Linked DNA regions of Mus musculus: region 1 is linked to region 2. Evidence: chromatin contacts called from public HiChIP or PLAC-seq data. All regions are on one chromosome and are shown on one strand. The core of a region is the stretch at or near the end of the contact, and the rest is flanking DNA. Distances in the headings are between cores, read along the strand shown. Region 1 overlaps Gm10790 (predicted gene 10790). Region 2 has its middle 13 kb from the start of Gm28707.

Region 1 (5,182 bases), core at 2,315-4,814, 150 kb before region 2:
AAGTTCATCTTAGATAGGAGCATAAGAAGCTATGAACTAGATGAACAGATCTGTCAGGGAACCCGTACAGCTGCCAGGAGTAAGGAGAATTGTGAGGCCATTGGTGAATGTTCAAATGTCAAGGCTGGAGTTTGAAGTTAGAAAGAATGGTCACCAAAATTATTTGAATATCTTAAAATGTGGTTGTACTTCTGTTTAACTGAGGTGGTGTTGGTGGTCTGAGGTGAGAGCCATGATTATTTTTGTGCTGTTGGCATTCCCCAAGCATTCTAACTCTAGAAATGCCATTGAGACCTGCAGCAAGCTTGTAAGAGAAGAGAATTTGAGGGTAGCAAATGATCATGAACATGAGGCAGGTCTCTGTTAACTTCTATGGGTCTGGAGAGAATAGTTGCTGGAGATACCTCTCAAATCAAAATGACTTAGGAAGATGTGACAAGAGGCCTCAAAATTAGAACACTGATGAGTAAGTTATTTGTGGCAGTGTCCCAACTGTCCCCAGAACCCCCTTCTTAAAATAACTAACAGGTGGGAGGTCTGGTCTTGGCTTCAGTGTCAGCACATGTGTAGGATATACCACTTTCTTTTTTCACTTCTTCATTTTCTTCTACATGTAATGACCCTTGACTTTGGGAATGCAGAGAAAACCATGGATATAGTGCTTTTTCATATAGGTCTTTAGTTAGCTTCTGTTTACTGATTACATCAATACTCCTGAGATAGGAGTCTCTCTCTCTCTCTCTCTCTCTCTCTCTCTCTCTCTCTCTCTCTCTCTCTCTCTCTGTGTGTGTGTGTGTGTGTGTGTGTGTGTTTATGGTTTGAAACCATTTTTGTTTCATTTAGATCAGTATAGACATTCATTGTATTCTCTCCTCCTAGTTTACTGACCTTCAGCAGTTTTATAGCCAAAGTCCTTGCCAGCCACTTAAAAAAAAAGCTAAGCATTACAACACCTCTGTTGCAAAGAATGATTTTCTAGAAATTATTTTAATTCAAACCCATACATTTTCTGTATGTTTCTGTAAAAGGAGATGGATCTCTCTTGTGGTTGAGCTGTTGACTGGCAAGAGGACAAAGCTGGGGCTCAGGTATACTGGGCAAGCCAGTTTGCACTCCTGTCTGTCACTGTGTCCACTTCAGAGCAGGGAAGCATTAAAAGGGGTTGGCTCAGGCCCAGATACTCTAAAGGCATTACCGACTTGGCAGAGAGGCCTATCTTTGGCCTTGATGTGGTCCTCAGTAGCTCTAGGATTTGTTCACAGCCACGGCATTGAAATCTCAGGAGAGGCATGAAAGCACAGAGATGTGGGGAAACAAGTCCTGTGACTGGTTTCTCAGGAGCCTGTTCTCTGTCAAACCCAGAGGCAATGGGCTTAATGCACGATGATGGCAGGCCAGGAATAAGGGGTCAGTCCAGTACTCTTCCCCCAGAAGGGGGGTCTGCCATGGAGAGAGGAACCATCTACAGGAGTGCCGAGAGGTACGAAGTGAGGTAGAATGGAAGTCTGGGCAAGGAAAACTCTTCCAGAGAGAAGGCAGGAGGGTCAAGGTGACAGATTGGAGGGTTGAGGACTCCTTAAAATAGATACAAACTAAAGACTCAAGGTAATAGCAAGCTAGTCAGAGAGTCAAGGGAGAAAGACCCTAGAGTCTGCAGATCTTGATTAGTTTCCCACTAGCTGCTGGTTCTTGGCTAAATATTTTATCAAATGCAAGTCTTTGTTTCCTTGTATGTGAGGAAGTATAATGTAGTATGGTTTATTTTGTGTGCCTGGCACTTTAAAGAATCCTTAGATGCTAGCTGATAGGCCCTTTGGGAATGCTCAGCTGTTAGAATTGCTAGAACCTATGACCTGTTGGACTTCTGGAAAGAAGATGGGATGCAAAAAGCCAGCAGAGGCTGAGAGAGAGGAATAGGATCCAGGTGACAAAAAGAGTCCGGTCCAGTCAGAGACTAGGATCAGAGAAGACGGTTGGTGCAGGAAGAAAGAAGACTGAGTAGGGCGAGAGAAGAGAAGACAGCTGGTTCAGAAAAGAGATTGAGGAGAGTAAAATAGGAGACAGTTGAGCCAGAGAAGATACTGTTAGGATACAGTTAGGAGAAGAACCAACAAAGAACCTACAAGTATGGAGAGAGAGAGAGAGAGAGAGAGAGAGAGAGAGAGAGAGACTCTAATTGGTGCCCAACACTCAACTGTCTCCCATTTTCACTCTGCTCAATCTCTTTTCAGAACCAATGTAGGTTTTGGGTCACATGACCCAGCATGCCTAATCTTTTAATAATTAAATATCTGAGCAGTTCTATGAGGCTCCTCTAAAGCTTACTAGGAAAGACTGTTGCACGTCAGGGGGCTCGTGTGATTAAAACTGCTTTTGAATGTCTTCGCATCACCCCTTTAGGGTAAGCAGAGCTTAGTAATAAGATGGACATTTCTTTCTCTTATAATAGTCTTGTATCATGTCCCACATCCCCACTATAACATTCAGAAAAGCAGACAGAAATGTTCCTTTTCTTCCCCCTGTTTGGTTGAGCAGCTTCTGTTCCCATCCCCATGGTCCTCAATGCACGGCTTGTTATCTTTCTGAAGACGTGTTGAAAAGCTGAGTTTGTGAAGCTGTCCATTGCTTAACGTGCGCCTACGTCCACTGGTGCCAAAGAGAATGAATACTTTGATTTTTTCCTTTTGGTCAAAACTTGGGATGCTACCAGTTTACCATTATACTCCCTCCTCTGTGCACCCCCCCCCCCCCCCCCCGTATAGCTTAGAATCTTGTTTGCTTGGGGAAGGAAGATCTTAGCTCAATGTTCTCCATCTTGGTGGGCATGTTCTTTTATTCCAAACACCATTGTTGAGCAGTTGGCTGTTGTTCAGATTGTAGATCTGGTTCGATTTTGAATAACATTAACTAGATGGATCAAATTTGCCATAAACAGGCAGATTATCACCCCTAGAACTCTTGTAAATGTAGAAGAGAACCAACTCCACAGAGTTGTCCCCTGTCCTCCCTCCATGGTTGTCTATCCATGCATGCATGTACATATGTGCACACATATATACACAATAATAAAAAAATACATGTCATGTTCAGTGGACCTAAAGACTATGATTTAGAGATTCTATATAGAAACATTGATCAAGTTGGTTAGGATTGCTGAAGCTTATTGGATGGTTAATAGATGATTCTTCATTGTCTATTGTTTAGAAACACAGAATGCATATTCACTCATCTACCAAGACCCCCACAGCAGAGATTCCCAGAAAAGTTAAGGCTGTAGCTATGATCAGTACAAAGAAACAATTCAGTTGACAAACTGGTAGGGAATGAAATACACTCTTTGGAAATATCAAAGAACTGCCTTTTGGAAACATTATACAAAATTATTCCTTAATTGGAAAGGGTTAATTTGGGCATGAGAAAATTTTTTTGATATCAAAGTTTAAAATTGATAAAGACCATAAAAGTACTACTACTATTATAAGTACTCTTTATTCTCCCCCAAAAAGAAGAAGCTGAGACTTAGCACTGTTGAGAAGAGGCTCTGAGAAACACAGGTGGTGAAAAGCAGAACTGAGGCTCAGTCTAGGGCTCATGACTCCCAGTCGGTTCCCCTTTCTCCTTTCCCAGTCAGTTTCTTCTAAACAGAATGTCCCCTATTTACAGATGGAAGATGTGACTGTCAAGTGGAGACATCGAGCCTTTCTGCTGCCCTCAGCATCTCCCAGCAGCCTCTCTGGTTCAAGACTTTCTTTGTCTCTAGAAGTTGCTCCAGGATCCCAGACTGTATTGCTAAGCCATGTGAGTGCTGCTTGCCTGTCTCTGTCTGCATGTGCGCTCCCAGGCAATGCTCACATGGAGATCCTCTTATTCCTGGTTGCATTCCTTGTTTGGGGACACTACCTGGCAGAGCCAAGGCTCAATAAATATTTGTCAAATCAATGATTTAAAAAACTGAAGGCGGCACTAATGGCTGAATAAACAGGAGTCCTGGGGCTCTGCCATTCACATCTTGAGGCTGGGTTAAGGCATTTCTCTGTGAAAATGTAGAAAGACTGGGGAAAGAATGGCACATGAAACTACCGTCACAGGGAAGACATCAGGGTGGAGACACAGGAGGGGGCTGCTATATACACGTGTGATGGAGAGGAGCTCTGATAGGAAATGGTACCCACCTGATACCCATCACTTCTTGCTTAGTCCAAGGCATTACTTGCTATCATCACTCCATCCAGAATTCCCTTTTTACCTTCAAACCCCAATACAAAAGCCTTATGACCACATAATCTCTCTGGGTGTTTTTTAAAAATCCCAGAGAAGCACTATGTCTTCTACCATGTTTAATTTCTCTGCACAACTAGGTGGTGTCAGACGGCATTTTCATTGCTATGGAGAAAGCTGAAATCCAGCTTCCTAAACTTGTGCTGTGGCTATCAGGCAGACAGATTTCTTCTCCAGTTCATTTAGACTAATGCTAAAATTCATGCCAATATTTTTATGCTTCTTCCAGAGGGAAAACTAAGCTTTTCTTCTGTTTGTTAAAACTAATGTTAATGTGTTCATGTATATACGCATACATGTGTATGCGTGCACACATGTGCATGAACACACACACACACACACACAATTATCTGGGCTAGTATTTTGATGTAGTCCCCATTTACTAATATGGGCATGCACCATTGCAAACCTATCTTGCCATCTAAAATGCTTCTGCATTATCTACAACTGTCAACTTAACCAAGAAGCTCTTTTGAAAATTTCCCTTAGAGGAAGAGAGAGGAGAAATGTTAGGATGGGAGAGTCGCATCAACATTCTCAAAAGAATTCCATGATGACATCAGTACCCATCCTCAACTGCAATGAAACTGTGTGTCTCTCCCAAGGAGATAAACAGGAGGGGAACATTAGAAACAGATGCTGCCTGTGGCTGCCTTTTCATAATACTCCAGTGAGTTGTTCTCTTGATCCTTCACACTGACCTACCTTCATTATCTGTGAGCAATGTCTACCCTCACCGTAATTCCATACAAACAAGCTGTTACTTCCAATGGCAAGTCCTATGGTGATTTTATCAAACCATGAAGTAAATGAAAGATGCTATAAAAGGGAAGAGGGTGGACAGAGCTGGAAACAGCTTTTTTCCTGAAGATTTCTTTTCTTTTTTCTTTTTTTATTTCAAGAT
Region 2 (4,918 bases), core at 2,298-4,797:
CATGAGTGGCTCTTTCACTGAATGAGTTTGAAAGGTTCTTTCTCATTGGCTTCTACAGAAAACTATTTCCAAAATTAAATTACCTTTCATCTTATTTTTATCTTTCTTTGTAGATGTCTTACAGATAGCAAAACAAAGATATGTTTAATCTTGTTCGGGGGTCATTTTTCTCTTTTTTTAACATTGGATATAAAACACCATTTCATTTGATTTACTGGGAAAGGCTCTCACCTATATAGCAAGGGTTAGCCCACAACTAAGGATCTCCTGCCTCAGTCCCCTGCATGCTAGAATTATAAGCTTATACCACCATGTCTACCTTCACACAGCAAGTCTGATATACAAGAATTTACTTGTTCCTGGTACTGTTTTTTTCTCTTCATATCTGATATTTACCATTTTTTTTCTAGATTTTTTCCTTATATTTCCTTTTTTTTCCCTTTCCAGAATTTTCCAAAATCAAACAGCTTTTAATATTTTGTGTTAAATATATATATTCCATACACACTTTAATTTCATGAAGTAACTTTAAATATGCTTATTGGTGTGGACAAGATTCATTCATAATTTTACTCTCCTACTCTGTTATTCTTTCTAGGGTGGAAGGTACTGGATTTCTTCAGACCTTGTTAGGTGAGAAATTGTCCCCTTTTCTGCTCTTCTTTAAAGTTTTGATAAGGACTGTGATATCGGTTTAAATAACCTTTAGGTTTTATTTATGGAATAGATTTTAAACTACACACGGATTCAGCTTCCTTAAGATACAGGACTACATAAATTTCTATGTCTTCTTAGGTTTATTTTTTTTCCTCTAAAAATTAGTACATTTTTTTGCTGACACTTTCAAAAGCACTGGACTGTTTTCCTTAATGTGACAATGATCACTGTCATTTCTAAATGACAGGGAAGCTGTGCTTCCCTGTGTGATTTTGGCCTCACTGATACTATTCCCACCTTTGGTTTATTTTTAAAGGAATTATTTTTGGCTTTGTTGATGTTCTTTAAGTTAAGTTCAGTTTCTATTAACAATCTGCCTTTTATCTCACTTCCATTTTAAAAGGTGTTTCTATCTTCAAGATTGGAGCTTAATTCACTGAGTCAGTCTCCCTCATTTAATTCAGTTATTTGAACCCACGCTGTTCTATGTACCATGTTAACCATACTTATAAGATGCTATGTGTGCTGCCTAGTTTTATGTCAATTTGATGCAAACTATGACAGGAGAGAGCCTTGACTGTGAAAATGTCTCCATAAGATCAGGCTGTAGGCAAGCCTGTAAGGCATTTTCTTAATTTGTGATTGATGTGGGAGGGCCCAGCTATTGTGGATGGTGCCTTTCCTGGGTTGTCTATCCTGAGTTCTATAAGAAATGGAGCTGAGCAAGCCATGGAGAGTAAGCCATAGAGAGCAAGCCAGCATCCCTCCATGGCCTCTGCATCAAGTCCTGCCTCTACATTCCTGTCGTATTTGGGTTCCTGTCCTGACATTCTTAAGTGATGGATTCTGGATTTGGAAGTTTAAGTCAAATAAACCCTTCCCACCCCAAGTTGCTTTGGTGGTGGTATTCCATCACAGCACTAGTAACCCCAGCTAAGACGATATGTAACACCTTATTTTCCTTTTCTAACTTTCTTTGCAGTGTCATCAGGATTAAGGTGCCATTTTGAACTAATCTAATAGATTTGCTTTGTAATCTCAAACATATAAGGCTTTCTTGTTTTGCTTTTCTATTTTGAGGGTTTTGTTACCATTTGCTTACATGGAGTCAGAGAAGGCTCCATCCAAATCTGTCAAGTCTGACCTTGTGACTTGTGTTTGAAGGAGAGTCCTGCACCAGATCATTGGCGTTGCACATCAAATCCTGCTCTCTCGTTGTTAATGTTCAGCTTTCTACAAACTGGCTGAGGTTTAGCCTATGGTCCTATTATGAAGAGATAGGCTAAAAACAAAACAAACAAGCAAACAAAAATCCTTCAGTATGGTAGGAGATTAGCTTGTTTTTCAGAGTTCTGCTAACTTTGTTTACGTACGTTAAGGCAATATTGAATGGTGGGTTTAAATTTTAGTTTCTTCCTAGTTAATGACAATTTTATCATTGAAGTGTACCATTTCATACCTAGTAAGAAGAATACATATTTTCCTTAAATAGTAATTTGATAGACAAGGACCTAGAAACACTGGTTTGGGGGAGCTGACAGTTGTATAGCATTTTTTTAATCATTTCATTTTTAGTAACAGAATGTGTACCCCTTATTTCAGATGTCTGACTTAACCTGCTCACTGCCCCATGTTATTGAGATGGACGTCTTTATCTTTTAATAGGGCTAGTCATTGGGCATACATTGGGAAGCAGTTAATGCTTTGTTCTAAAATCTCCATCCTACTGAGTGCTGCATGAATTGCCTTATCTACTTCCTGTTGCTTTTTAACCATTGTTGATTTCCCTTCTTCCTGACTGGGTCTTCGATTCATCCTTCGGTTTCCCCTCCACTACATTGAAAGAGTGATAAATTCATTGATTATCGTTACAGTGGTTAGTCTCAAGAAACAAACAAGGAGTACTAACTTATCCAAGTCTAGAACCAATCAATCACTTTTCTTTAAGGGAAATGTATGAAATTAGAACACTCTCACTCCACTTGTCTTATTTTAAGAATCGTTGCTTTTGGTTACTATGTGTTTCTGTAATAGGTTTAAATGTGCTCAGAAATTACACTGAAGTTGCAGGTTAAAGGGTTTTTTGTTTTTTTGGTTTTTTTCCTCTTCTATTGTTTCCTGCAGTAAACAGAGAAGTGGGTGATTAAAAAAGGGATTTCCTGTATTGTTCCATCTTAGTTGCCGTTTTTTAAACCAACAACTCATTTCAGAAATTTGTTATTGTTTTCATTGGCCGTGCCCTATCGTTGATGGTCTTTATGGGTTTCTTAGAAACTCCACTATATAAAACAGAAAGCCAGTATTTCTCTCATTGGCTGCTTAGCCCTTTGCTTGCATTATTTTTCAATTTCTCCCATCATGTTCTAGATCCTGGTTTTTTTTTGTTTTTTGTTTTTTGTTTTTTTTTCTGCTTAGTTAGTCTTGTGACTTGCTTTGACCAACGATCTTATAATCAGGCTCACTTTTTAACAGGTAGTGACTATAGCAGGATATGAGACGATCCCAGTGAAGCTGTCTTAGGCCAGCCAGGCCCAGCCAAACTCACAGCCAACCAGATACACATGTGAACCCAGTAGAGACCACAAGTGCCTTCGTGATTGTAGGCTAAGCAAACGATTATTATTTTAGGCTACTGCTAACTGTTAAGTCCTTCCTTATTCAGAACTTTTACTGTCAGGAAAAAAAAAGGAGAAAGGAAAAGCTTAGATGTTTTTCAGTTTTGTCAGATTAGAATTCTAGCAATCCAGAATAGTGCAGGGGGGAGGGGTGCTAGGGGGAGAGAGGCAATGACATGTGTGTCACCAACATGCTAAAGTTGTCCTGTACTAGTGGATCTTTTTCTTAAACAGTAATTCTTGGGGGAAAATGCGACAGCATTTTAAATCATTAGTGAGTCACCATGGTGGTTTCATTTTGTGGGATATTGCTAGTCATACTCTTGGTTTATTTAACGTCAAGTTCTTGTTGGGCAAAGCAGTTACCAATTATAACACTAAAACTGCAGAAAAACATGATTTATTTACAGCTCTCAGGGGTTTCTGCATACATACAGCAGACGCTTTTATGTATTAGTAACCTGTATAGGAGGAATTTAGACTATGTGCTGGAAGGACCTGGATTGGTCTCATTTTTAAGCAGGAGGAAGAAGCTCCAGGCAATGGTGCCTTACAACTTCAGGGGGATGGGGAGAGTGAGGAGTAAAAAAATGGAAGCAAATACTTTAAGTATAAAACCGAGAGAGAGTCTAGAAAAAGGAATGAAAGAAATGGGGTGGGGGTGGAGGTAGGGGTCGGGGTTAGGGAAGTGTTTGTGTGATGTTTTGGTCCTGTTGAAGGAAGGAAGTTACATATTATGTTAGTCATCTTTAGCTTTGCCTGGATAGAATAAAATCAGAAGAAATTGACATTAAGTAAGGACTGAGGTTTGCCTGCATTCAAAATAAATTCCTAATTGGCCTCATTGTACCAGTCTACAAAATCATAAAATACATTCCATTAGCATTATCCAGTACAACATTAACTCTACACACATCTTAATGGTATTTTTGACATTTCTAAAGGTGCAATTTAAGTCAACATTTACATTAAGAACATTTATGATATAGCTAAAGGAAGAACCACTTAGCTAAAATAATGATCAACATAACAGTTTTCCCCCAGAGACCATATCTAGGTATAGAAAGTATCACTATGTCTGCATAAATATTAACGATAAAGTTTAATAAAATTTTCTGTGTGACTCTGTCCTCAACCTTGACCTATTTTTTTTTCTTTTGAATGACAGGTCTATTATTAAAGAATGTCAAGTTAAAATGTTGTCATTTTACATTAAATGTAGATTCCCTGACCTTCCTTATTTCTTCCCTCATTATCATTGTCCTGTGAACTAAGAAAGAGAAGAAGTCTATCACCAGGCAGCAGAACGGGTGAAACAAAGTCTACATTTGCCAGTTCTATGGTGAAGGGGCAAAAATGGCTTAACAAACACATAATTGGGCAAAGACAAATTCCTAGACTGGCTAACCTAGACACAAGCAAAATATTACACAAAGCAAATCTACCCCTCACCCCCTTTGAAATTCATACAGATAGCTTTCCCATTGGAACTGTATGCGTGTCTGCTGGCAGACAAGCACAGGTAATTGCCTCCAGGTGTTTGCCTGCAGGAAGTCATTGAAATTCAGTGCCAGCAACAGCAGCTTTCTCAGCAGCAAAATCTAACCTGCAGGAACCTCCCAGGCACAGGTACATTTCAGAATAGC

Evidence for each region. HiChIP or PLAC-seq counts read pairs in DNA pulled down with a chosen protein or histone mark.
Region 1: a contact with region 2 is called in an H3K4me3 HiChIP or PLAC-seq map of bone marrow-derived macrophages, with 5 times the contacts expected there. The contact joins two enhancer-like sites. A contact is called at or near these places in 9 of 484 Hi-C or Micro-C datasets (bone marrow-derived macrophages, conventional dendritic cells, cortical neurons and 3 more), 9 of 115 datasets of contacts at active chromatin or transcription factors (bone marrow-derived dendritic cells, bone marrow-derived macrophages, craniofacial prominence and 6 more) and 3 of 9 other capture datasets (adipose tissue, liver and pancreatic islet).

Annotation. Positions count from the first base shown.
Region 1 is chr13:41,880,232-41,885,413 of GRCm38.p6, forward strand. Gm10790 (predicted gene 10790) reads left to right here. Exons shown (of 7, transcript NR_033545.1): 2 at 3,664-3,798. Among named protein-coding and RNA genes, the nearest start is that of Gm10790, 17 kb to the left of the region's middle. Within about 2 kb of position 3,565, at least 50 of the 459 cell types and tissues checked have an H3K27ac peak or open chromatin away from gene starts, as enhancers often do. A contact at or near this core is called in bone marrow-derived macrophages, where this site is marked.
Region 2 is chr13:42,031,879-42,036,796 of GRCm38.p6, forward strand. No RefSeq gene overlaps it. Among named protein-coding and RNA genes, the nearest start is that of Gm28707, 13 kb to the right of the region's middle. Within about 2 kb of position 3,548, at least 8 of the 459 cell types and tissues checked have an H3K27ac peak or open chromatin away from gene starts, as enhancers often do. A contact at or near this core is called in bone marrow-derived macrophages, where this site is marked.